5 separate regions of the Mus musculus genome follow, and all the other regions are linked to region 5. Evidence: chromatin contacts called from public ChIA-PET, Hi-C, HiChIP or PLAC-seq and promoter capture Hi-C data. All regions are on one chromosome and are shown on one strand. The core of a region is the stretch at or near the end of the contact, and the rest is flanking DNA. Distances in the headings are between cores, read along the strand shown.

Region 1 (4,659 bases), core at 1,228-3,727, 770 kb before region 5:
GGGCTAGATCCTGAAGGATGAGTGGGAACCCCTCACCTGTAGACCCAGAGGCCAGGTGAGATGACCCAGGGAGGGGAATGCAGCTGCCTAGCAGGCAAAGCCAATGCTTGGGTAACAGACCTAGCAATTGTTCCCCGAGCCAAATCAGCTCTAGAAAGAAAGAGCCAGCTTGAGTTGTAAGGTGACACCGTGCAACATGCTGGGGGCAGGATAATCTTGTATCTGGGCTTCTCCCAACTCCAGCTCCTACAACCTCCAAGTTTACCAGCCAGTCCTGAGGAAAGGGGGGCGGGGGGCGAGGACCACCTACCAAGCCCCTCCCTACACCCCCCCCCAACAGGAAGTGACTAAACGGGTAGCCAGATGCTGCTGATATCGGTAGGAAGGACGATCCTAGCACCCTACTCTACAATGAAGAAGCTCAAGGGTTCACGGTGGGACAGGACTAGAACCCAAGCTTTAGTAAGTCCATATTCCCTGCCTCAAGCTGCTTTGTCAAAGAGAAGGAACTGAAAGAGGTCAGAGGAAGGGGAAATAGAGGCTCTCTCTTTCTTTCCTGCCAGATCCAGGGGAGGTGAGCTCCTCCTCCCAACGGGTCTGGGCTGAGCCAGGGAGGGGCATTTGCTATCCTGGACCATACCCAGGACGGCCTAGGAAGTCACTTGCTATCTCTGAAGGGCTGGGGAAATCTGTACTCACCACACTGTCCCAAAAGACCAGGAAAGAAACCCCAAGACACGGAGGCGGACTTTGGTATGACCCTAACCGAGACAGCTCCTCCTCCTTCCCAGAGGCCTCCCAAGAAGCTTGGGAATTTGGAAAAGGAAGGAAAACAAAGATCCAAGGGTGAGTGGGGGGTCGGGGTGGGGAGAGAGAGCAAGCAGCAGGTCTCCAGAACCTTCCAGATGTGTCCAACTCTGTGCAGGGCAAGGCCAGGCCATCTCTTTTCCTCCACACAACTGCAGGGGGTGGTACTTCTCATTGCCTCCTAATGCAGAAGGCTCAGGGCAGGCAAATGGGAGTGTTTTGCATTATACTGAAATCAAAGGCCATGCAAGTTGTGTGTGGAATATAACCTATGGTAACTGGCTGGCATATGGGAGGGTCTGGGTTTCATTCCCAGCGCCACAATAAGTAAATACATTCAGACAAATTGATAACCTTGAGAGGGAGACAAGTTATAGAGGTGGTGTACTGGTTTTTAGGTCACAACAGAATGCCTCAAATCAAGAAAAAGTGTCAGGGCTGGAGAAATGGCTCAGTGGTTAAGAGCACCCTTCCAGAGAATCTGAGATCAAGTCCCAGCACCCATGTCAGGTGCTTCTGACTGCAATCCAGCAGGGCTCTGGGGATATTTAGATCATTTAGAGCCGGGTGTTGGTGGTGCACGCCTTTAATCCCAGCACTCAGGAGGCAGAGGCAGGCAGATCTCTGTGAGTTCAAGGCCAGCCTGGTCTACAGAGTTGAGTTCCAGGACAGCCAGGGCTACACAAGAGAATCCCTGTCTTGAAAAAACAAAATAAATAAATCTATCATAGGTGACCTGAGTGCTAGAGATGCCCATTATAAGCAGCATCCTGGGGGTGGGGGGTGGGGAAGAAGAATGGAGAAACCTCCAAGTCTGGGGTTGAATCCCAGATCCAGCACATTCTGTCACCCTCTGCGCCTCATGGGTGGCTTTGTGCATTGATGAAGAGGGTGGAGGCAGAAGGATGTACAGAGGCCAACACATCCGAGCAAGACACAAACTAGCACGGACACTGTGTCGACCCAGTACCCAGTGTTTTAGACGCTTTCCTGTACCAGGCCTCTGCATAGGGCTACAGTGATGTACACACCGGTCAGGACTTTGTCACACCACCACACAGGAGGCCTGTGCCCCCAGCCACAGTATGCCCACAATCACGCCACAGTACGGATCTATCTACACACCCCATGCACATAAGGGCCAATCTATCACACGCTGCAGAACACAGACACACAGATCCACTCACACGCAGAGCCCGACAAGCACTTTGGCCAGCTCCGCCTCACACAGCACACACACCCGCACAGGACGCCCGGGCAGTGGGCCGGCGCACGCACGGTCACAGGCAGGGCACGCGCACACTCGCGCGTCCGATTGCTGCGCACACACACACACACAGAAACACACACATACACACGAAAGAGGCGCGGGGCGGTGGCGGGAGCTCGCGGTCCAGGCGCCCCTGGCCCGGAGCGCGCAAAGCCCGGCTGGCGGGGGAGGGGACGCGGCCGCGCGGGGGCGGGGCGGGGGCCGGCGGGAGCGGGCACCTCCAGCGCAGCGCTCGGCCTCGCCGCCGCGCCCCCGCTACCGCCCCGGGGTGCAGTCAAGCGGCCGCGCCGGGCCCGCGGGACGGGGTGGAGGTGGGGTGGGGGGCGGGGATCGGGCCGGGCCCGGGCCGCGCTGCCTGCGATGCCGGGCGCCCGCCGCAGCCGCCGCCGCCGGAGCCCGGGATGGGGCGAGGAGAGGCTGCGGCGGACGCCAGCATCTCCCCGCCGGGGACCCCGGGGGCCCCGGAGCCGCCGCCGCCGCTGCTTCTACCGCCGCTGCTGAGACCCAGCGGACGATGGGTGAGTTGACCCTGGAGCCGGGGACCCGCGCCGCAGCCCTGCATCTTCCCCGCACCCCAGGCCTCGCCTCCGCGTCCTCCCCACTCCCGTCTCCCCCCGTGGTGGTCCCGCAGCCCCGGGGGCGGGGGCATGGGGCCGAGTAGGGGCGAGATGTGGGGGACTGCTTAACCGGCGCCCCCTGCCCCCACCCGCCTGCTCTCCGCAGCTCTCCGTGGCCGCGGGGCAGAGCCTGGCGCGGCGACCCCCTCCCTTGGCTGGACCGGGGTGGGGTGGGGGCGTCCCGAGGCGCGGAGCTCCAGCCATGCTTTGTGCGCTGCGCTCCCTTCCACCTCCGGCGCAGCTCGGGGCTGGGGGCGCGAGGCCTCAGCTCTTGCCTTCCCCACCCCCGATCCCGGGCTGCTGCGGCTGCTGGCCGAGGCCCAGGCGCGGTTGGGGTGCTGGGCGAGTGTGGGGGCTGTGGCTGGAGCTGTAACTACAGCTGCCTTAGTGGGGAGCAGGGAAAAGCTTAGCATGAGAGGCCCCCACCTTCTACTGGGGAGGGGTCTCCCTCTCTTTGCACTGCACTGCCCAGGGCGGAGGAGGGCTCCTGGCTGGGGGAGGGCGCTATAAATATCTACAAATAGTTCTAGAACCGGGCTGGGGTGGGGAGGGGAGCTTGCTTGGTTGTGCTAGTGGCGGGGGTGCCTGAGCTGGGGCGCAGCATCTCTGACTGCTGCGCCCCAGTCATCTCCGATGGCCTGAGGTCTGATGATGTTCCCTCGCCTGCGGAACTCAGAAGGGGGATGTAGGCAGGAACATTTTCCCTACTGGGATTTTTCTGTGGTCCTCCATCATCTCTGGGACACGGGTGCAGAAATGCCTTCATGGGGGATTGACCTGGAGGGACACAGTTATTAAAGGTCCAGGCAATGAGCCAACCGTGAGGATGACAGGGAGAGCAAGACAAGGCTCTCTCCTTCTGGGAGCTGGCAACTCCAGGATTATTAGTGCTGCCCAACGCTAAGGAGATAGGCAGGGTTTCTGGGAAAGTTAGAAAGAGGGGCTCTTTGCTCTAGGGAGGAAGAACCTACTGGAAGACGGAAAAGTTCCCAGGGCTGAAGAAATAGTAAGAGAAAGGACCGAGAGATGTGCTCTCTGGTGTGTTGAGAGATGGTGTGTAGCATGGTGGGACACTGAACCACGAGGAGAAATGAGCTGAAGAGTGGGTATCCATGTGTGGCCAGCTGTGGTTGTATAGTGATTAGTACTGTATGTTATGGTTGCAACAACCATGGTTCGAATCTGAGTCCCAACACCAGTGATAGGACAAATGCCGTGAGAGGTGAGGTGGGGGTACTTTTGGCAGGTGGTGCCAAGGTGTGCCTTGGAGTGTGGACATGAGGGATAGATAGATGGAGGCAGACACACAGGGAGACAGAGATAAGAGTTCTGACAGAGATGAGAGAGCTCTGGGGTGACTGGAGCCCTATTTTATGGGCAGCACCTAGCACACCTCGTGCACCGGCATAAGCTGCTGTTAGGTCCCCGAGGGTACGCCAGTGGGAACGCCTGATTACCTCTGAAGAGCGCTTCCGAACAGGATGGCCAGGTAGAGAAAATGTGGATGTCCACACCAGGAAGCTAGGACTGGCTCCAGGGGACTGCAGGGAGCTAGCTGTTCTTGGCAGGGATTGAGCAAATGGCCTCAGCGGCCTCTTTTGGAACTCTGTGTGTCTTGTCATTAGTGCTCATCAGTTACCCCATGCTGTGCTGTGAGGTATGGTTGTATGTGTGAGTGTCTGTGTGTGTGTGTATGTGAATGTCTATGTGTGTGTATATGTGTGTGTGTATATGTATGTGAGTGTGTAGGTGAGTGTCTGTGTGTATGTCTGCGTGTATATGAGCGTCTATGTGTGTCTGTGAGTATATGTGAGTGTGTGTATGTGTGTGTGAATGTCTATGTGAGTGTCTGTGAGTGTCTGTGTGCGAGTATATGTTTGTCTGTATGTGTGTGTATGTGAGGATCTGTAGCTGTCTCACTTCAGGAAGTTGGTGCCCTGAGCCTCAGTTTCCACCTCTGTGAAG
Region 2 (4,277 bases), core at 1,221-3,720, 630 kb before region 5:
CCTACCCTCGCTGCATGCATGGCCTGGTTTATCTCCCAGGATGCCTGAGGCCTTTCATCCCTGAGCCAGCGGGAATGTGTCAGGAGCCATGGGCAGCAGTGCCATGCTGGCCTGACTTCTGAGTCTTGGAGCTCTTGGATGGGACCCAGGTCCTGCCATCTGGGATTTCCCCTTGTGCCTGAGGCCAGCAAGAGCTGAGGGGCCCAGGGGCTGGACCTGCTCTGCCTTCAGGGCCTCTGTGCCATGTTCAGGGTGGCTGAGCTACAGAGAAAGCAGTTGGCACTTTGGAGTTGCTCAGTCTGAGAGGTAGTGTGACTTTGTAGAAGTCATAGTGGCTCTCCAGACCCACTTCTTTGTCTCTCTCTCTTTGATGGATGGTGGCGACAGTTAAGGTCATGTCCCTAGGGTGCCTGGCATGAAGCAGTTATAGTGGCAGCCAAGTTCATCATTGTGGTATGTGCTAGACCGGGTGGGTGGAAGGCTGGGCATCAGCCTGAGAGGGGAGGAAGGTGGAAGCTTTTGACTGGGTGGCATGCAAGTGAGATTGTGAGGGGTAGGCAGGGTTTGCCTCAGAGGGAAGGTAAAGCCATGAAGTGGGTATGCTTACACATAGCGAGAAGCTTAGTGTGTGCCAGGGCAAGCAGGAGATTCAGGCAGTGAACTCACTGAGATCACTGTCGCCTTGGGTGACAGGCTGAGGGGGATGGGGAACCATGGATTGAAGGCTCATAGTGTAGCTGAGGATGTCTTCGTATGTCTCTCACTCTTAGTTTTTTTTTTTTTTTTTTGACACAGGATTTCTTTGTGTAGTCCTGGCTGCCCCTGTAGACCAGGCTGGCCTTGAACTCAGATCCTTCTGCCTCTGCTGGGATTCAAGGGTTAAAACCACTGCCCTGGGACTTTCAACTCTTGATCCTCCTGCCTCTGCCTCCCAAGTGCTGCTGGGCAGGACTGTAAGAATTGGCTGCCCTGCCACCACGCTTGGCTTTATGTGGTACTCGGTTCTGGGATTGTGGCCAACTGAGCCGCACCCCTGACTCCACCCCACTTCTGCTTGTTTTGGTTTGAGTTGTGCTGACAAGGTATTACTGGGTAGCTCTGGTCGGCCTCAAACTTCCTGCCTCAGCCTCCCCAGTGCTGGGATTGCAGGTGTGTACTGTCACAGGTGTGTAAATATGTTTCCCCTTTGGATCGAATTTAGTTTTATCAAGGAGTCTGAGGACTCAGTGCTGACATCACACAGGGCCCACTGGAGAGTCAGGAGCCAGAGCTGCAGCCCCAGGGAGGCAGGGGCAGTATTGCAGACACAGGACCAAGGGCCGGGAGGGGACACTGGCCGAGGAACCCAGCAGGTCTGATGTAGACAAAACCCAGCCACGTGATCTAAAGAGGGGTCTTGACTTTCCCCACCTGTGAATGGGCCCATCAGGTGCACTTGGGCCTGGGTCTCCAGGAAGGACAGAGGCAGCAGAAACTGGGCTATGAGAGGGAGGTAATGAATGGGGGAAGGGGGGGAGGGAATCAAGGGGAACGGGGATGCTCGCTGGTAATTAGAACGTTTGAACTTCAAAAAAGTTAATTAATGACACAGCTACTGCTGGAGCAAGGCTAGGGCTCAAAGGGGGCCTGGCAGCGACTGAAATTAATTACAGGCTATGGCGGGAGAGTGGCAGCCAGGCCAGGGACAGGAAGGAGCAGGGCAGGGACAGAGGCCATGGAAGTCAGCTTTCAAGGTGAGCAGGGTCTGGAGAGCAGAGGGGGCTGTTGCCATGGAAACTAGGTCAGTTCTCTTAGCAGGCAGGAGGGGCCCAGTCCACTGTGGTTGGCATCTGGCTGTGGTGGGCTGGTGTGGCTTCACCGAGCTGGGGTTGAACTGGTGTGGCTGGGGGGTGGGGTGGGGGGAGCTTGAGATAAACTCATGTATTCACTCGGCAAGTCTTGGTTGAGCATCTCCATGCTGTTCTGGTTGGAGTTGAGTGCTTGTAGATCCCAGGGACCCAGACTCTGCTCAAAAGTGGGCAGAGAGGATGAGCGTTAGATGGGAGAGAGTCAGGCTGGAGGGCTGCTGGGGGAGGAGCTTGTGGGGCTGAATGGCCTGAGACCAGACAGGAAAAGCAGGCCACCACGGGCTGGGAGGGAGGCAGTCGGGGGAAGGAGAAGAGGGTAGGTCGTGCTGGCCAGCTTTGTGGAGGGCTTCTGATTTTAAGCCAGGAGAAGCTGGGAGCCACAGCAGGCACTCTGAGAAGAGGGGTCGGGACAGCCTCTGTGGACCTGTGAGGTGCCCCTTAGCTCCAGTGAGGAGCTGCTGTGAACTTGCTTGAGACCCCAGAGCCACTCACCGCAGGGAATTGAGTTCACAGGCAGGCCCTGGTCTCTGGCACTGCTGGCTGCTCTGACAGCACATAGCAGCTCTGTACCCAGATGCTAAATGCTGGAGTCAGGGACAGGAATGTGGGTACAGCTGGTGGCAGGGGTTGTCAGTCTGCTTCCTGGTAGATGAGAAACTACTAGAAGAGAGTGAGTCATCAGACAGGCTCCTTCATCTGGCAGTTCACCCCTGAGTCTGACCTCAGTCATTTATGCTGTTGTGTGGTTTCACTTTTTTTTTTTTCTTCACCATGATGCACTTTTTGGGGGGGGGGCACAGATCTCCTTAGCCCCGAGGACTTGTGTATAAGAGGAGAGGCCATTTGGGGGATATGAGCAGGCAGTTCTCTTCTCTCTGGGCTGTAGGATCCCCTTATCCTGCTGGTGGCCTGTGGCTGACCTGAAGGGCTGATCTCTAGATGCCCTGGCTCCAGGCTGCAGGATTCTGCTGGGGCAGAACCCGGGAAGCCAGGTCTCTGGGTTGGGCTGATTTGGGAGCAGCGGTCAGAGGGTGACTGTGAGCTTCAGCCCCACAGAGATAGGCAGATCAGGAGAACATGTCCAGGGATGCCTCAGAAGTGCAGACCCATTCCTTGGATGGGAAGCATGAAGCCACCGCAGAGGGATGGGAGAGGGAGAAGAGAAGGCCGGCATCAGAGCTGTTGAGTCTGGGGACCCTTTCTGGGGGCCACTCCTTCCTGGGTGGGACCTGGAGGCATCCTGCAGTGGATGCTTCAGTGGTTTGATTTGGTTTCGGTTCCCTGCAGGGTGTGGCATGGGTTGCACCTGTGTGGCGGGCCAGCTGCACTGTCTCTGAAAGCTTGGACCTGGGTCACTGAGAGGTCCACAGGGGTGGGGGTGGAGTTGGGGGTGGGGGGCAGAAACGGTCTGCATGTCTGTTCCTGGGGTGTCACATTCAGGAGTGTGGCGCCCCAGGCCGCGCTTCCACCACCAGTTCTTCCTTGACTTGGTGTACGTGGTTCGAGTGTGTGAGCATGCTGGTCATCCTGCTGAACTGTGTGACCCTGGGCATGTACCAGCCATGTGACGATATGGAGTGCCTCTCAGACCGCTGCAAGATCCTGCAGGTGAGCCTCTCAGTCGTCCCCTCCCTCCCAGCCGGGTGTCCTCTTCCAAGCTCAGGGCTCTACTGTAGCTCAGCCCCTCAGCTCTTCTGAAGAATTGCCCCTCCTGTCATCTTTGTTTTCCCAGCTGAGGCTCCTCACCCCATCCCATTCACACAGCGAAGGCAGTGGCTACATTTCTCTGCCCGCAGCCAGCCTCTGCTCCCTGATACCTCCTCCCTTGTGGACTCGTGGGCCCTGATGTGGCATCTGCGTGGTTGTAGGCACGGTGTGAGGTACCACAGAGTAGGGCTCTGGGGACGTATCCATTTTACAGAAGTAGAATATTTGATGCCTGTCCCTGGGAGCCGGACCTGAGTTTCATTTTAATCCTGGCACAGAGTTGCTGTGTGACCCAGGGCAAGTGACTTGGCTTCTCTGGTCTTGTTTTCTTAGCTGTAAAGTGGGCTACCCCATGTGTGCCATTATGAGAGAGATCATGAGGGAGCCTGGTGCTCAGCCCCAGGGTCCTCATCGTTGCCAGAGCTAAAGCCATGAGCAGAATGGGCTGTGGAACCCTGGGCAACGTCACCCCTTCCCTGGGCCCTGGTCTTTTCTCTGAGTGGGCAAGGGACTCTGAGGTTCTCTTCCTGTCCCATGTTTGACCTCACCGTGGCTCTGACTTCCACTCTTGCTCCAGAGTTCACCCTGTCCTGTCCTGTCTTCCTCCTGCTTGACAGGTCTTTGATGACTTCATCTTCATCTTCTTCGCCATGGAGATGGTGCTTAAGATGGTGGCCCTGGGCATTTTTGGCAAGAAGTGCTACCTCGGGGACACATGGAACC
Region 3 (4,578 bases), core at 1,363-3,862, 520 kb after region 5:
GATCCTTTTGGTTTGGGTAAGTTTTTGGAAGAGGTCAAATGGGATGACAGTGCGGCACTCAGTCCCTAGCACTGCAGACCTAGAGGCACCCGCCTGTGGTTGTAGCGCAGGGAAGGTGGAAGATGGACTAGAAGTCCAAGGTCCATGTTAGCTCCATAAGAAGAGTTCCAGTTTGGCCTTCAATACCTGAGACTCAGAAACAACTAATAAAAGTCAGAGAGCCTGGTAGCTCTGAAAGACCTCAGGCTGCTCGTCACACCAGCACTGAATCATCAGACCTTGCAGACACCTTTTGTAAAAAATCTCCTGTAGTATAAAAGGTAAACAATCCGGTTGCCAGGGTTTCAAGGCAGCCTAGTTTTGTTAAAAGCTGTATTGTAGGAAAGCCTACCATGCTTGGACCATTCTGAGTGCCCCTGAGCCCCATCCCTGGAAGAGGAGAAGGAGGCCAGAAGAGGGCACTGGGTTCCCTTAAACGGAATTCCGGATAGTTGTAAGCCATCACATGGGTGCTGAGAACCAAACCTGGGTTATCTGCAAAAGCAGCGAGTGAATGCTCTTAACCACTGAGCCATCTGTCCAGCCTCACCTGGTTTCATGTTTTACACCTGTTTGTTGCAGTGCTGGAGATGCAATGCAGAGCCTTGTGTACACTACAACTGAGTTATATCGCTAGAGTTTTGATAGTGTATTTTTAATGTGTGTTTGCTGTATTTAGATCTACAAATACAATCGTGTTAAGGTTGCTTATGGTATTCAGCACAGTAACAACGTGTGCAGGTTTGGAAACTAGGAGAAGTAAGTTCATAATATAGCCTAGGTGTGTAACAGGCTACCTCATCTAGGTTTGCGTAAGTACTTTATAGAATGTTCACACAATAACAAAATTGCCCAATGCCTTTATTCAAATGTACATGTATTACTGCCTCCTCCCCTCAATCTCACCATCTTGTTTTCTGTAGCATGTATTGCCACCTGAGACACCTTGATATAGTTGTTGATCTGTGTTTATTTCCTTACTGAGTTGACTTCACTGTGGCTTTCCTGTTTAAAGCAGAACCCAGTGTAGCTGAGCATGGTGGTTCTCCTCCCTCTATCCCTAGCACTTGGGAGGTAGAGGCAACAGAATTGCTCAGATTTCAAGGCCAGCCTGGGCTACAGAGTGAGGCCCTATCTCAATAATAATAATAATAATAATAATAATAATAAACCAAAAATTAAAAGACGAAGTAACATACTCAGGATAGTTGTTGACGAATGGATAAATATGTCCTCAGTATCTTAATTAACTATGGGTTTCTAGCATCCCTTAGGGGGTCTGTAGACACATAGACCAATGACAGATTTAGTGTGGGAGGTAGAACTTGGGCAGACACACACACACCTTGCAGGGCTCTCACAAGTCTCTGTGCAAGTTAAAACTGTGGTGGTATTCAGGATGTATTGCCCTGCTTAGCAAGTGCATCAATGACACACCGCATTACACACCAGCAAGTATTTCTTTTAACAGAACATTTCAGGACAGGCAGTGGTGGCGCATGCCTTTAATCCCAGCACTTGGGAAGCAGAAGCAGGCAGATTTCTGAGTTCGAAGCCGGCCTAGGTCCAGTCCTGAGTTCCAGGACAGCCAGGGCTACACAGAGAAAAACCCTTTCTGGGGGGGGGGAGGGGCACATTTCCGGTAAAACCCTTTTTGTTGTACTGTTGAGGGAACTAGAACACACAGGAAATTCAAGGGTGATGTATTCTAGTCATAACTCCGCAAATTTAGGAGACAAAACAGCGGAGGGCTGGACTAATCATGGAAGCTTACAAAACGTATGTGTTCTGTAGCTCGATGGTAATGACCGGTAAGAAAATCAGAATGCCTCACCAGAACTCAAGTTCAGCCACTACAAATGTACTAATTTAATCGTAGCACAGTAGCAAAACTCGATAGGAAATGAGGAGAAAGGAGGACCATTTAGAACTGGCTGGTTATGGGATTTACTATGGCATCCCCATCACCTTTCCTGTGAGAAGATAAAGGCAAAGTTGCAGAATGCCTGCTCTGTTTGCTCCTGGGCCTCTTCTCTCCCTATCAAATAATTTCCCAATCTGAAATTGATAACGCAGACGGTGACCAGGCCTTGGTAAGCCGGGCCACAGGCCTCCAGAGAGACACCGCCTGGCTCCGAAGCCGACCACGGTCAGCAGAAGGCCGGTTTGGAGTTTCGGGTTTCCAAAGACCAGCCCATGCCCTTTGCAACCACGGACTCGGGGGCAGCTCTGTGGATCTGGACCAGGGCTTAAGTCCTGGGGCAGAAGAAGGAAGCAGCCGCCGCCCCAAATGAAGGAGTCAGACCACAGGGCTTCCCAGAATGCGAGAAGCATCGAGACCTCACGGACGTTCCCACCGGTTGGCTCCCTTCTCTCGGCCCCGCCCGGCCCCGCCCGGCCCCGCCTCAATCACTCCAGCCTCCTCCCCAGCTGAGAGAGATGGGGAGGAGGGGGGCGGGAAACCTCCGCCTGCGCCTTTAAGGGGCGTGACCGCAGGCTCCGCCCCTTCTCCACGCTCGCGCCAATGAGGGGAGGGGTGCGGGAGGAGGCGCCTGGTGTGCGGGGCAGGCGGCGGAAAGTGAGCCGGTGCGCAGGCGCAGTGGTCACACGACAGACTGTGTGTTTCCAAAATGGCGGCGGCGATGGATGTGGATACCCCCAGCGGCACCAACAGCGGCGCGGGCAAGAAGCGCTTTGAAGTTAAAAAGGTTGGGCTCGCCAGCGCCTTCCTCAAGGAAGCTAGGGAGGCGCGGATATGGCTGGCAGGCCCGAGGAAGAGCTAGGCGCGGGGGAAAGGGCTTCATTTCAGGGCGTTCCTGGGACCGGGCACCAAGAACGGAAGCCGGGGGGCGGGCCTAGGGTTGATCGGCATGCTGGTGGCCCAGTGTCTGGGGCCCTATTAGTCTTGCTGGGGAAGCTGTGGGGCCAATCGCAGAGCTGCTTACTGAAATACGCGAGGTTGACTTCGATGCGGGAGCCAAGCGCTTGAGCTGTCACTGAAGTGACTGAGAGGTGGGGGAAGGACAGGGTGGGGTGGGTGGGATGCAGACTCGTGAAGAGACTGCGGCGGGTGGAGGATGGGGCCGTGCGGAGAACCCCGGGAACGTGAGATGACAGCGCAGAGGGGCTCTGCCGGTGTTCTTGCTCCGCCCCTTCCTGGATCCTAGAATCTATTGACTCCGAGGGACCTGGCGTGGGCCCTCGATTGTATGGCGGCCTCCATTGGCCTCTAAACCCACAGTCAAGTGTAAAGCTTGGTTCTAACGAGATGGCTACTAGTTGTCACATAGCATCTGCCACTCCAGTGGTTCTCTGATGTCCCTGTACACTTCTAACACAAAATGATAATTTAAAAGCCTGGTGGGCTTTGTTTTAAAAGCAAGCCCAGAACTTGTGCCATTTAAGAAGGTGGAGTACTAATTGCTAATGACCTGAGAACAGAAAAACAAAAATATGAAACGTCCTTTTGTATGCCGTTCCCCTTCATAGTTTGCTAGTCCTTTAAAAGTGTTGATTCCTACCTAAGATTACACAGATCTGTTAAAAATGAAGATCTTGAAGAGGGCAAGGTGTTTTCTTTTTATGGATTATTTTTGGAACGTGTCGCTGAGAATATCCCTCACCCCACCCCCTTTTTGTGTCATCTCATTGTGGCCACTGCTGCTCAGTTACAGCCTGCAGCCATTATGAAAAATAAAAATGTAATGTAGAATTTACTAAACTCTTATGCTTGAATTTGGAAAGTCAAACCAAAGTAGTCCTTGAAAAGGGTGCCTTGTCTAACATAAGAAGTCTTAGGTCGACTTACTGGAGCTAACAAAGTAATTGTTTGGATATATGAACGTTGAGAACATCAGTTTACTTGGTAAGAGGAAAAGAAAATCGCAGTGGATTCTACTTTGCTTGCAGTGCTCTTTTAAGGTTTAAGTGATGACCTCGTTCTGTGTACTGAAACTGGGTAGGTAACTTGCTATCCAGCTTATCCTGTGATTATCCACTTAGTGGTCCATTTATTATCTTAGTTCAGTCTGTTCACTTCCTTGCCTCTGAGTCCAAAACTTTGTGGAGAGCCCGTGCTTATGCAGATTTTGAGTTCTTCCACAGCTGTCAGGGAAAGCTGTACAGAAAATAGTACTAATATTCTCACGTTGGTTTGGCTAGCTAAATTATTTTACATTATATATAAAAAATTGAAGATACCCATGTTCATATACTTCATCTTTCAAGGAATGGGGAAGTGTACAGGTGGTCTGCTGTTGTCCTCTGATATAGTCCAAATAGTATAATCCAAAAACATCCTTTCTTTGGTAGGCCCTGTGGCTGGGGCGTTGGTAACTGAAGCTGCAAGCTGAAGTCCTAATGAGCTGTTAGATTACAAGGAAAATGCATTGTTTCCCCTCTTCTCCTTGCAGTGGAATGCAGTGGCCCTCTGGGCCTGGGACATTGTGGTTGATAACTGTGCCATCTGCAGGAACCACATTATGGATCTTTGTAAGTAACTCGGGGCAGATGGGAAGAAGTTGAGAAGGTTACAGAAAT
Region 4 (4,227 bases), core at 1,338-3,837, 730 kb before region 5:
GGCTGTCTAGGCAGGTGTGGGTACCAGCAGGCTCCATGACGACCCCAGGTCAGGGTGTGTCCTTTGCCTGATCGTCTCTGGCCTCTAAAAATGGAGGTGATACAGTGCTTTAGTCCATAGAGAGAATTAATGATCTGTAAACCTTCATCCAGCAGGGACATCTGTCAGACCCCCCATTAAAACCCTACTGCCAAGGGACTGAGACATGGCTTGTTGATAGAGAATGTGTATTATTCTCAAATGGGTGTGAACAGCTCTGTGGGATCCAAGGCTTCCTAAGGGATTCTTCATGTCTACAAACCCCCACACAGACACACATATACATAACTAAGTGTAAAAATAAATTCTAGGTCTGGAGAGATGGCTCGGTGGTTAAGAACACTTGCTGGTCTTGATCACAGGCCAGAGTTTGGTCCCTAGCACCCACATCAGGCAACTTACAAACACTTGTAACTCTAGCTCCATGGGACCTGATAGCCCCTTCTGCACCCATATATATATGGTATATATATATATAGACACACACACACACATATATATATGTATGTATATATATATATATGTAAAAATAAGGTTTCTTTGAGACAGGATCTTACTTGGTGGTCCTGGCTGTCCTAGAACTCTCTTTGAAAAGCTTTGAGGTGCTTTAATGAGACTGAGTTCCATCAGACTTGTAAGCAACTGATACATTTGTTTTTAATGACAAGAAAACCAACCCAAACTACCAAGGCAGAGAAGGAACTTGCTGGCTTGCTGACAGTCAAGCGTCAGGTGGTGTTGGTGACCTCGCAGCTTGACGTACCGGCCATTTGTCAGTGCAATGCCATCCGGCTCCATAGCTCACTGGCCTCGACTTTGCGAGCTGTCCCTGTACCGTTAGTCTTCGAGCTTCTGAGATGGTTGCAACAGCTCCCAGCTTCACTTTCTCTTTTCTTCAGACAGAAGGAACAGGTTCTTTTCCCTAACAGCCCTGCGCCTGGAGACTTGGAAGATGGCTTGGTTGGTAAAGTACCTGGAGTCCAGGGATCAGGGCCACAGAAACAAACAAGCTAGGCTCAGTGGCACATATCTAGCATCCCTAGGACTGGGAAGGCAGACGGGTTCCTGGAGTTTGCTGGCCAGGCAGTCGAGCTAATGGGTGAACTCCAGCTTCAGTGAGACACCCTGTCTCAAATATGAATAAATAAATAAGGTGGAGGGCTGGAGAGATGGCTCAGTAGTTAAGAGCACTGACTGCTCTTCCAGAGGTCCTGAGTTCAATTCCCAGCAACCACGTGGCTAACAACCGTCTGTAATGGGATCTGATGCCTTTTCTGGTGTGTCTGAAGACAGCGACAGTGTACTCATATACATAAAAAAAATTAAAAACAAGGTAGAGAAGTGACTAAAGATGACACTGGACATGGACCTTAGCCTCTACATGCACATGTGAACCAGTGCACATCTGCTTGTGTGCACATCTGTGCAGGCACACAGTCTTGTGCTTGAGCTGGGCACGGTGGTGTGCTTCCATAATCTCAGCATTTGAGAGATAGAGGTAGGAACACTGTTATAAGTTTGAGGCCATCCTGGTCTACATACAGAGTTCCAGGTTAGCCAAGATTTTGTTACTTACTAGATCTTTCTCAAAGTAAAGCTAGTGGGCCTGGAGAGACTGCTCAGAGCTTAACAAGGGTTGCTTTCTAAGGGGACATGAGTTTGATATCCAGCACCCACAAGTTACCACAGCCATGTGTAACTCCAGTTTCAGGGGACCTAGAGCTCTCTTCTGGTCTCTGTGGGCACCAGTACAAGTTTGCAGTGTCCTTACTTAGACACAGACAAAATACTCATAAGATTAAGAAAGACAAATCTTGGCTAGGTGATGGTGATGTGTGCCTTTAATCCCAGCTCTCAGGAGTCAGAGGCAGGAGCATCTCTTGGGACCTGAGTTTGAAGCCAACCTGGTCTACAGAGAGTTCCAGGATAGCAAGTACTACAGGAGAAACCCTGTTTTGAAAAATCAATACAAATGAAAATCTTTAAAAATTTTCTGAGCCAGGCATGGTGATGCACACCTTTAATCCCAGCACCTGAGAGGCAGAGGCAGGTGGATTTCTGAGTTTGAGGCCAGCCTGCTTGTCAGAGTTTCAGGACAGCTAGGACTACACGGAGAAACCTTGTCTTGAAAAACCAAAACCCCCAAACAAAATAAACTCTTGGGCTTGGATCTTGTTGGCTTCCGTTAGGTCTGTTGACCATCCTGAGCAGATCTGGATGACTTGGGTGGAATCTCAGATCAGTTTAGACGCTTAGGAAAGTCAGAGTTGAGCCTTTACTAGTCAAGGAAGAGAACAGATAGTTTTCTGAAAGAAATGAGGACAAGATGTCACCCTTGGCACCTCAGCTGTCTATGTCCGGTCTCCTCAGCACCTAGCAGCCCTCCCTTGCTCACGTCCGGCTCCTGGATGCTCATCTGTCAGATGGGGTGTGTGTATTACAGGTCTCCAGCTGCGGTGGGCAGTTGTGTGTGCGCGCGCGCATGCGCCTGGCAGCAGAGTCTGAGCTTGGTGGAGGTTTAAAAATCCCCTGTGCCCCTCCCCCTCCTTCGATGTGGTATACGTGACACACGGGTCATGCATTTCCTCCCTGGGCTTCTTCCCTTCGCCCCTGTGACTCATCTGTTTTTCTTTGCCTCTTCCCGCTTCTTCATTGTCCTGCTGACCTTCTTATCTTCCTAGAAATCTGTCTGCTCTGCCTGTGGATCTCAATCCCCAACAAAGTAGGGCTGGTTGCACCTCTCCAGGGAGCCCTCCCTACTCAGCGCCCAGCTCCCTGGTCAGCTGCCTGTTGCAAGGGTCCCAAGGCATCGAGGTCTCCTGAGACTCGGCAGGGCCAGTGTGGAACTCAGCTTCCATCTGAGATTACTTCCCTGTCCTCTCCATCCTGGTCTTGACCACTCATTTATCCAGTGCCATCAGCTGGATATGGGGAGGTATCCTGAGGTACACACACACACAAACAGTAGCTACTCTTTTGGAATGTTTTGGAATGGCTTTTATGTGCCTGGGACAGATATGACTCAACAACCCAGGAGTATGAGGCCAGCTTGGACTGCATGTGACCCAGTCTAAAACAAAAACAAAACAAAACCCCAAAAATAACCAAACAAAAAACCTACAAAGAAAAAAGAAACACTCAGATACGGTATTACACACCTTTAATCCCAGCACTCAGGAGGCAGAGAGAAAAGCAGTCAGATCTCTGTGAATTCAAGGCCAGTTTAGCCTACACATTGAGTTCCGAGACAACCAGGGGTAAATACTAAGACAACACCAATACCAACAGTACACCTCCCTATCCCCACCCCCACACTCACACACACACACACACACACACACACACACACACATTCACACACACTCACATCTACACCACCATGCTTGGCACACATTATTTAATTTTTGAAACTTTTTGTCTGTCTATTGAGACAGGTTTCTCTTTAGACCAGGCTGGCCTCAAACTTACAGATCTACCTGCCTTTGCCTCCTGAGTCCTGAGATCACTAAAGATGTGCACCACTCCAGCCCAGTAGCCAAAAATCACATTTAAATCAAATTTACATAAGTTATGCAGAGTTCCCTCTTTTAACTGGGGAAAGCAGAAGAAGTGGGGCAGGGCTCAAAGCTCACTGGTGGGGGTGGGGAGAGGACCCAGTAGAGAAAGTACTTGTTGTACAAGCACGAAGACCAGAGTTCAAATCCCCAGTATTCATGTAAATGCCAGGCAGGTGTGGTGGTCAACCTGTAAGCCTCAGGAAGTGGAGACAGGAATTCCCCGAAGCAAGTGAGCTAGACTAGGTAAATCAGAAAGCTCTGGGGTCCGGTGGGAAACCTGCCTCAAGAAATATGGTTTGAAAGACCCTGCATCAACCTTTAATCTCTCTCTCTGTCTCTCTCTTTTTTTTTTTTTTTTTTTTTGAGACAGGGTTTCTTTGTGTAGCCCTGGCTGTCCTGAAACTCACTTTGTAGACCAGGCTGGCCTTGAACTCAGAAATCCACCTATCCTCTGCTGGGATTAAAGGCTTGTGCCACCACTCCCCAGCTAACCTCTAATCTGCATATGCACACACACCATATGCATACATATGAAAAAAACAAAAAACAAAAAAACCCTGCCAGTCTGCCCAGGTGACACCCCTTATCACCGGTACCCCTGGGGCTTTCTGTTCTTTTGAAACAAGTTTTT
Region 5 (4,131 bases), core at 878-3,377:
AGCCTGGATGGGTAAATGAGTACAGGAGAAAAGGGAGAGGGAAAAAAAGAGAGAAATAGAAGCAATTGGGTGCAAAATGAAAATGATATAAGATGCGCACTGGAAGCCAGGTGGTGGCTCACACCTTTAATCCCAGCACTCAGGAGGCAGAGGCAGGCTGATCTCTGAGTTCCAGGCCAGCCAGGAAGAAACCCTGTCTCAAAAAAAAAAAAAAAAAAAAAAAAACAAGAGATGGGAGCAGACAGGAAAGAGGAGGAGGAGACAGAAGTTACAATGGGATACTAGGCAAGCAGAAGAGGATACTGGTTGGGCCCTTCGTCCCAGTCAGAGATCCAGCATTTTCTTCTCAAGACAGGGTTTCTCTGTGTAGCTTTGGCTGCCTGGAACTCGCTCTGTAGACCAGGCTGGCCTCGAACTCACAGAGATCAGATGACTGCCTTTGCTACCCGATTGCTGGGACTAAAGGCACGTGCTGCCACTACTTGGCTTTGCTTGTCTTCTTACCTCACTGTGCCCCTGGGGGCATCAGCCATAGTTTTCAGGCAAGAATTCTAACTGCCAAGAGATTAAATAACTTGCCAAAGGGACTGGACCGACATCCATGGAGTTGCTGGGAGTGGTTAGTGAGGAGACAAGCCAAAAAGCAGGGGCCTCCACAGTAACCAGAACTAAGGTAGCTGATGATATTTAGCAGAAGTCCATGCATTAAAAAACAAAAACCAAACAACAACCACCACAAAACCACCTGGGCTGGTGACCCATGCCTTTAATCTGAGCACTCAGGAGTCAAAGACAGACAGATCTCTACATAGTGAGTCCCAGGCCAGTTAAGGCTACAGTGTATCACTCTGTCTCGCAAAAATAAAGTCAGAAAAGGAAACAGGACCAAGTAGAAAGCTAACAGCTGAAGCTACGGTTTAATGAGGAAAAGTAACCAGAGGCCAAGTGAAGCAGAGTCGGGAGAGAGCACTACGGAGCCTGGAGCCTGGAGCCTGGAGCCTGGAGCCTGGAGCCTGGAGCCTGGAGCCTGGAGCCTGGAGCCTGGAGCCTGGAGCCTGGAGCCTGGAGCCTGGAGCCTGGGAAGGATTGGCTCTGCAAGGATCTCTGTGGAAGAGAACAGTGAGCTGCTACAGCATATCCAAGCAACTATACCCCCGAATCAGTCCAGAGTACAAAGTTCCAGGAACACGTTCTTTTCAGCATACATCGGCCCACAGCCTCCAATCCAATCGAGGACCTTGGGCGCAGGTGTCTGGTAGGTTTATCTGATGTACAAACTATTCTGGCAACAGCTAAGTCTTAAGCTCAGGAAGAGGAGACACTAAGGAGCGGTTGTGTGGGGAAGAGGGAGCAGTGTTCAGATCTAATGTACCATGCCTCGTGTGGGTCTCTTTATGTTGCTGGACGAGGCTTTTTGTTTTCTGTTTTGTGTTTGTTTGTTTGTTTGTTTGTTTGTAGACAGGTTTTCTCTGGCTGTTCTGGAACTCGCTCTGGAGACCTGGCTGACCTCAAATTATTATTATTATTTATTTTTTTATTTTTGTTTTTTTTGAGACAGGGTTTCTCTGTATAGCCCTGGCTGTCCTGGAACTCACTTTGTAGACCAGGCTGGCCTCGAACTCAGAAATCTGCCTGCCTCTGCCTCCCGAGTGCTGGGATTAAAGGCGTGCGCCACCACGCCCGGCTATTTTTTTTTAATGTATGCTATTTTCAGCTTTATTCTGATACAAAAACTTTGAATTTTTTGTTCTCGAGCCACCACGCGTGGAATAATTCTGACAGGCTGCTTTCCGGAGATCGGAACCAGCACCGCGGTTTAAGAGTTTCGGTCTCCAGCTGAGCCTGTCTCCAGCGGGACTGCAGTACTCCAAGTGTCCACTAGGGCGCCTTCCTGGCGTCCCTCCGAATGCCTCTGCAACTTTCCTTTCTGGGTTAAACGCGGGTCTTAATGTGCCTTCCTCAGATGGAAAAACTGAGGAGGCACAGCGTGGGGCAGAGATTCGTAGAAACCAAGAGAAAAGCGTTGACCCTCAGGGGCGACGAGCCAAACTTGAACCATCTTCGCCTTCCAGGCCGGCGTTACACACGGGGCGGGGCCTTGGGAGGAAGTCCCGCCCCACGCACGCCACCCTTCCGCTTTTGGCCCTGCTGCTGGTGTCCGCCGCGTCCTGGTCGCGTGTTGAAAATGGCTGCATCCGGCGACCCTGGCAGTGCTGAAAGTTACCGTTCTCCGCTGGCGGCCCGCTACGCCAGCCGCGAGATGTGTTTCTTGTTCAGCGACAGGTACAAGTTCCAGACGTGGCGGCAGCTGTGGCTGTGGCTGGCGGAGGCCGAACAGGTAACTGGCCGGGCCTCTTGTCCCGAGGGAGGTCACGGCCCGAGCACCTGTTGCCTCGGCAACAGTCCCAGAGCCCTGCACATCCTTTGGAGGACTTCGGTTTGGGCAAGGCTATGTGTGTTTGCGTCCTCCCACAGCGCATTTCAAGTGGAATGCTACTTATACCTTTGCAGGCTCAGGGGGAAAGGCGCTTCCCGCCAAGCTATCCGACATGAGTTTGAGCCGGGTTCAGCATGGTGAGAAAGGCGAAACCTGACTTCTATTAGTTGTCCTTCGACTTCTGTGCGCTCACACATGCACACACACACACACACACACACAGAAAACAAGTAGATTATTCTTTTAAAAAGTACGTTGCAAACTTGATGGTCATTTTTCGCATGAGCACGAGGAGGGCATAACCACCACGAAATGCACCCTTAGGATTGTTATGCCGGGCTGGTTGTTGTAGTTCATGGGCATCACAGCTAGGTCGGCCTGTTGGTTGCTTTCTGCCTTTGGGAAAGCTTATTTGGTGCCTTCAAAATTGTTTCTTGTGTTCTTGCCTTCTTGTCCTCTCGTCCCTCCTCCCTCCCTCCCTTCCTCCTCCCTCCTCCTTCTTTTTCTTCCTCCTCCTCCTCTTCTTCTTCCTCTCTCTCTCTCTCTCTCTCTCTCTCTCTCTGCCTTTCTCTGTCTCTACTACCGTTGCCAGTGTCTCCTTAGCTTGTAAGTGCCCTCAAGCTGAAACTGAAGTGTAAGGTTTATCTGGTCTACAAATTGCTTGACGCATACACAGCTGTGAATATGGATCATCTGTTAGAGCACCAACTTAGTAGCGAGAGGCAGATGTGATACTTAGCATGAAAGGATTATTTTTCTGTGTAGTTCTGTGGCTGCATGTGGATATGGGCTTGTGTGAGTGCAGGCGCCACTGGAGGTCAGATGATGCTGTGGAACTGGGGTTACAGGTGCTTTTGAGCAGCCACGTGAGTGCTGGGAACCAGAGTCAGGTCTCTGCAGGAGCAATGAGGACTCTTATTTGCTGAACCATCTCCCCAGCACATGTGTTAACACCCCCACCCCACCCCCAGCATTTGGGAAGCAGGGGCAGGTGAGTTTCTGTGAGTTTGAGGCCTACCTCCTACCTCATCTATATAGCGTGTTCCAGGCCAGCCAGAACAGCACACTGAGACCTTGGCTCAAACACACACACACACACACACATACACACACACACACACACACAAACCCCACGCATGACTGGTGAAGTTGGGGAAGTGATGAGGAGCTGAAGAGACACTTCAGTGGGTCAGAGCATTGGCTGCTCTTCCAGAGACCTCTTCCTTTCCCAGCAGCCATGGGGCCGCCGCACACAGCCATCTGCAACTTCAGTTCCAGGGGATCTGATGCCTTCTCTGGCACACATGATATTAAAAAAAAAGGAACGACAGATTAGGAGTAATACTTAAGATTCCGGTATGGGAAGTGTGTATTTGTATGGGTGTGTGCGTGGTGGGGGCTCACAGCTGGCTGACAGCTCTGTGGAAGAGGTTCTCTCCTTCCGCCTCTGCAGGAGTTCCGAGAGTGGAGCTCCGTTTTCCAGGCTTCCCTTGCAACTGCTTACAGCAGCTGAGCCAGCTCTCTGGCTGCTAAGTTTCCTTTTGAAGACAGTGTTCGATTTGAAGTCAGGATCTTTCTGCTTCTCCTTCCCAAGTGCTGGGGGTTGTGGCCTGTAGCACTAAGCCTAGCTTTAAGGGTCTGTTACTTTTGGTCACTGTAAGTACATCAGAGTGGGTGCAAAGCCAACATACTTT

What was found. Promoter capture Hi-C pulls out the DNA fragments that hold promoters and counts their contacts. Hi-C and Micro-C count contacts between places; a contact is called where the count stands out from the background. ChIA-PET counts read pairs in DNA pulled down with a chosen protein or histone mark. HiChIP or PLAC-seq counts read pairs in DNA pulled down with a chosen protein or histone mark.
Region 1: a contact with region 5 is called in a promoter capture Hi-C map of liver, with 4 times the contacts expected there. The contact joins the promoter of Mgat3 here to the promoter of Adsl in region 5. A contact is called at or near these places in 2 of 39 promoter capture datasets (embryonic stem cells and liver) and 2 of 115 datasets of contacts at active chromatin or transcription factors (embryonic forebrain and neural tube).
Region 2: a contact with region 5 is called in a Hi-C map of B cells, with 5 read pairs. The contact joins the enhancer-like site here to the promoter of Adsl in region 5. A contact is called at or near these places in 2 of 39 promoter capture datasets (the C10 cell line and pre-B cells), 1 of 484 Hi-C or Micro-C datasets (B cells), 1 of 115 datasets of contacts at active chromatin or transcription factors (large pre-B cells) and 2 of 9 other capture datasets (embryonic stem cells and macrophages).
Region 3: a contact with region 5 is called in an RNA polymerase II ChIA-PET map of memory CD8 T cells, with 6 read pairs. The contact joins the promoter of Rbx1 here to the promoter of Adsl in region 5.
Region 4: a contact with region 5 is called in a FOXA1 HiChIP or PLAC-seq map of pancreatic cancer cells. The contact joins the enhancer-like site here to the promoter of Adsl in region 5. A contact is called at or near these places in 1 of 39 promoter capture datasets (embryonic stem cells), 1 of 484 Hi-C or Micro-C datasets (bone marrow-derived macrophages), 1 of 115 datasets of contacts at active chromatin or transcription factors (pancreatic cancer cells) and 1 of 9 other capture datasets (embryonic stem cells).

Annotation. Positions count from the first base shown.
Region 1 is chr15:80,171,244-80,175,902 of GRCm38.p6, forward strand. It overlaps Mgat3 (mannoside acetylglucosaminyltransferase 3), which reads left to right and starts at 2,478. Exons shown (of 2, transcript NM_010795.4): 1 at 2,478-2,595.
Region 2 is chr15:80,317,016-80,321,292 of GRCm38.p6, forward strand. Cacna1i (calcium channel, voltage-dependent, alpha 1I subunit) reads left to right here. Exons shown (of 37, transcript NM_001044308.2): 3 at 3,344-3,455; 4 at 4,172-4,277. Among named protein-coding and RNA genes, the nearest start is that of Gm31319, 29 kb to the left of the region's middle. Within about 2 kb of position 2,471, at least 53 of the 459 cell types and tissues checked have an H3K27ac peak or open chromatin away from gene starts, as enhancers often do. A contact at or near this core is called in B cells, where this site is marked.
Region 3 is chr15:81,463,704-81,468,281 of GRCm38.p6, forward strand. It overlaps Rbx1 (ring-box 1), which reads left to right and starts at 2,613. Exons shown (of 5, transcript NM_019712.3): 1 at 2,613-2,747; 2 at 4,452-4,530. The coding sequence starts at 2,670.
Region 4 is chr15:80,216,849-80,221,075 of GRCm38.p6, forward strand. No RefSeq gene overlaps it. Among named protein-coding and RNA genes, the nearest start is that of Gm46521, 6.6 kb to the right of the region's middle. Within about 2 kb of position 2,588, at least 161 of the 459 cell types and tissues checked have an H3K27ac peak or open chromatin away from gene starts, as enhancers often do. A contact at or near this core is called in bone marrow-derived macrophages, embryonic stem cells and pancreatic cancer cells, where this site is marked.
Region 5 is chr15:80,946,363-80,950,493 of GRCm38.p6, forward strand. Adsl (adenylosuccinate lyase) reads left to right here and starts at 2,128. Exons shown (of 13, transcript NM_009634.6): 1 at 2,128-2,338. The coding sequence starts at 2,186.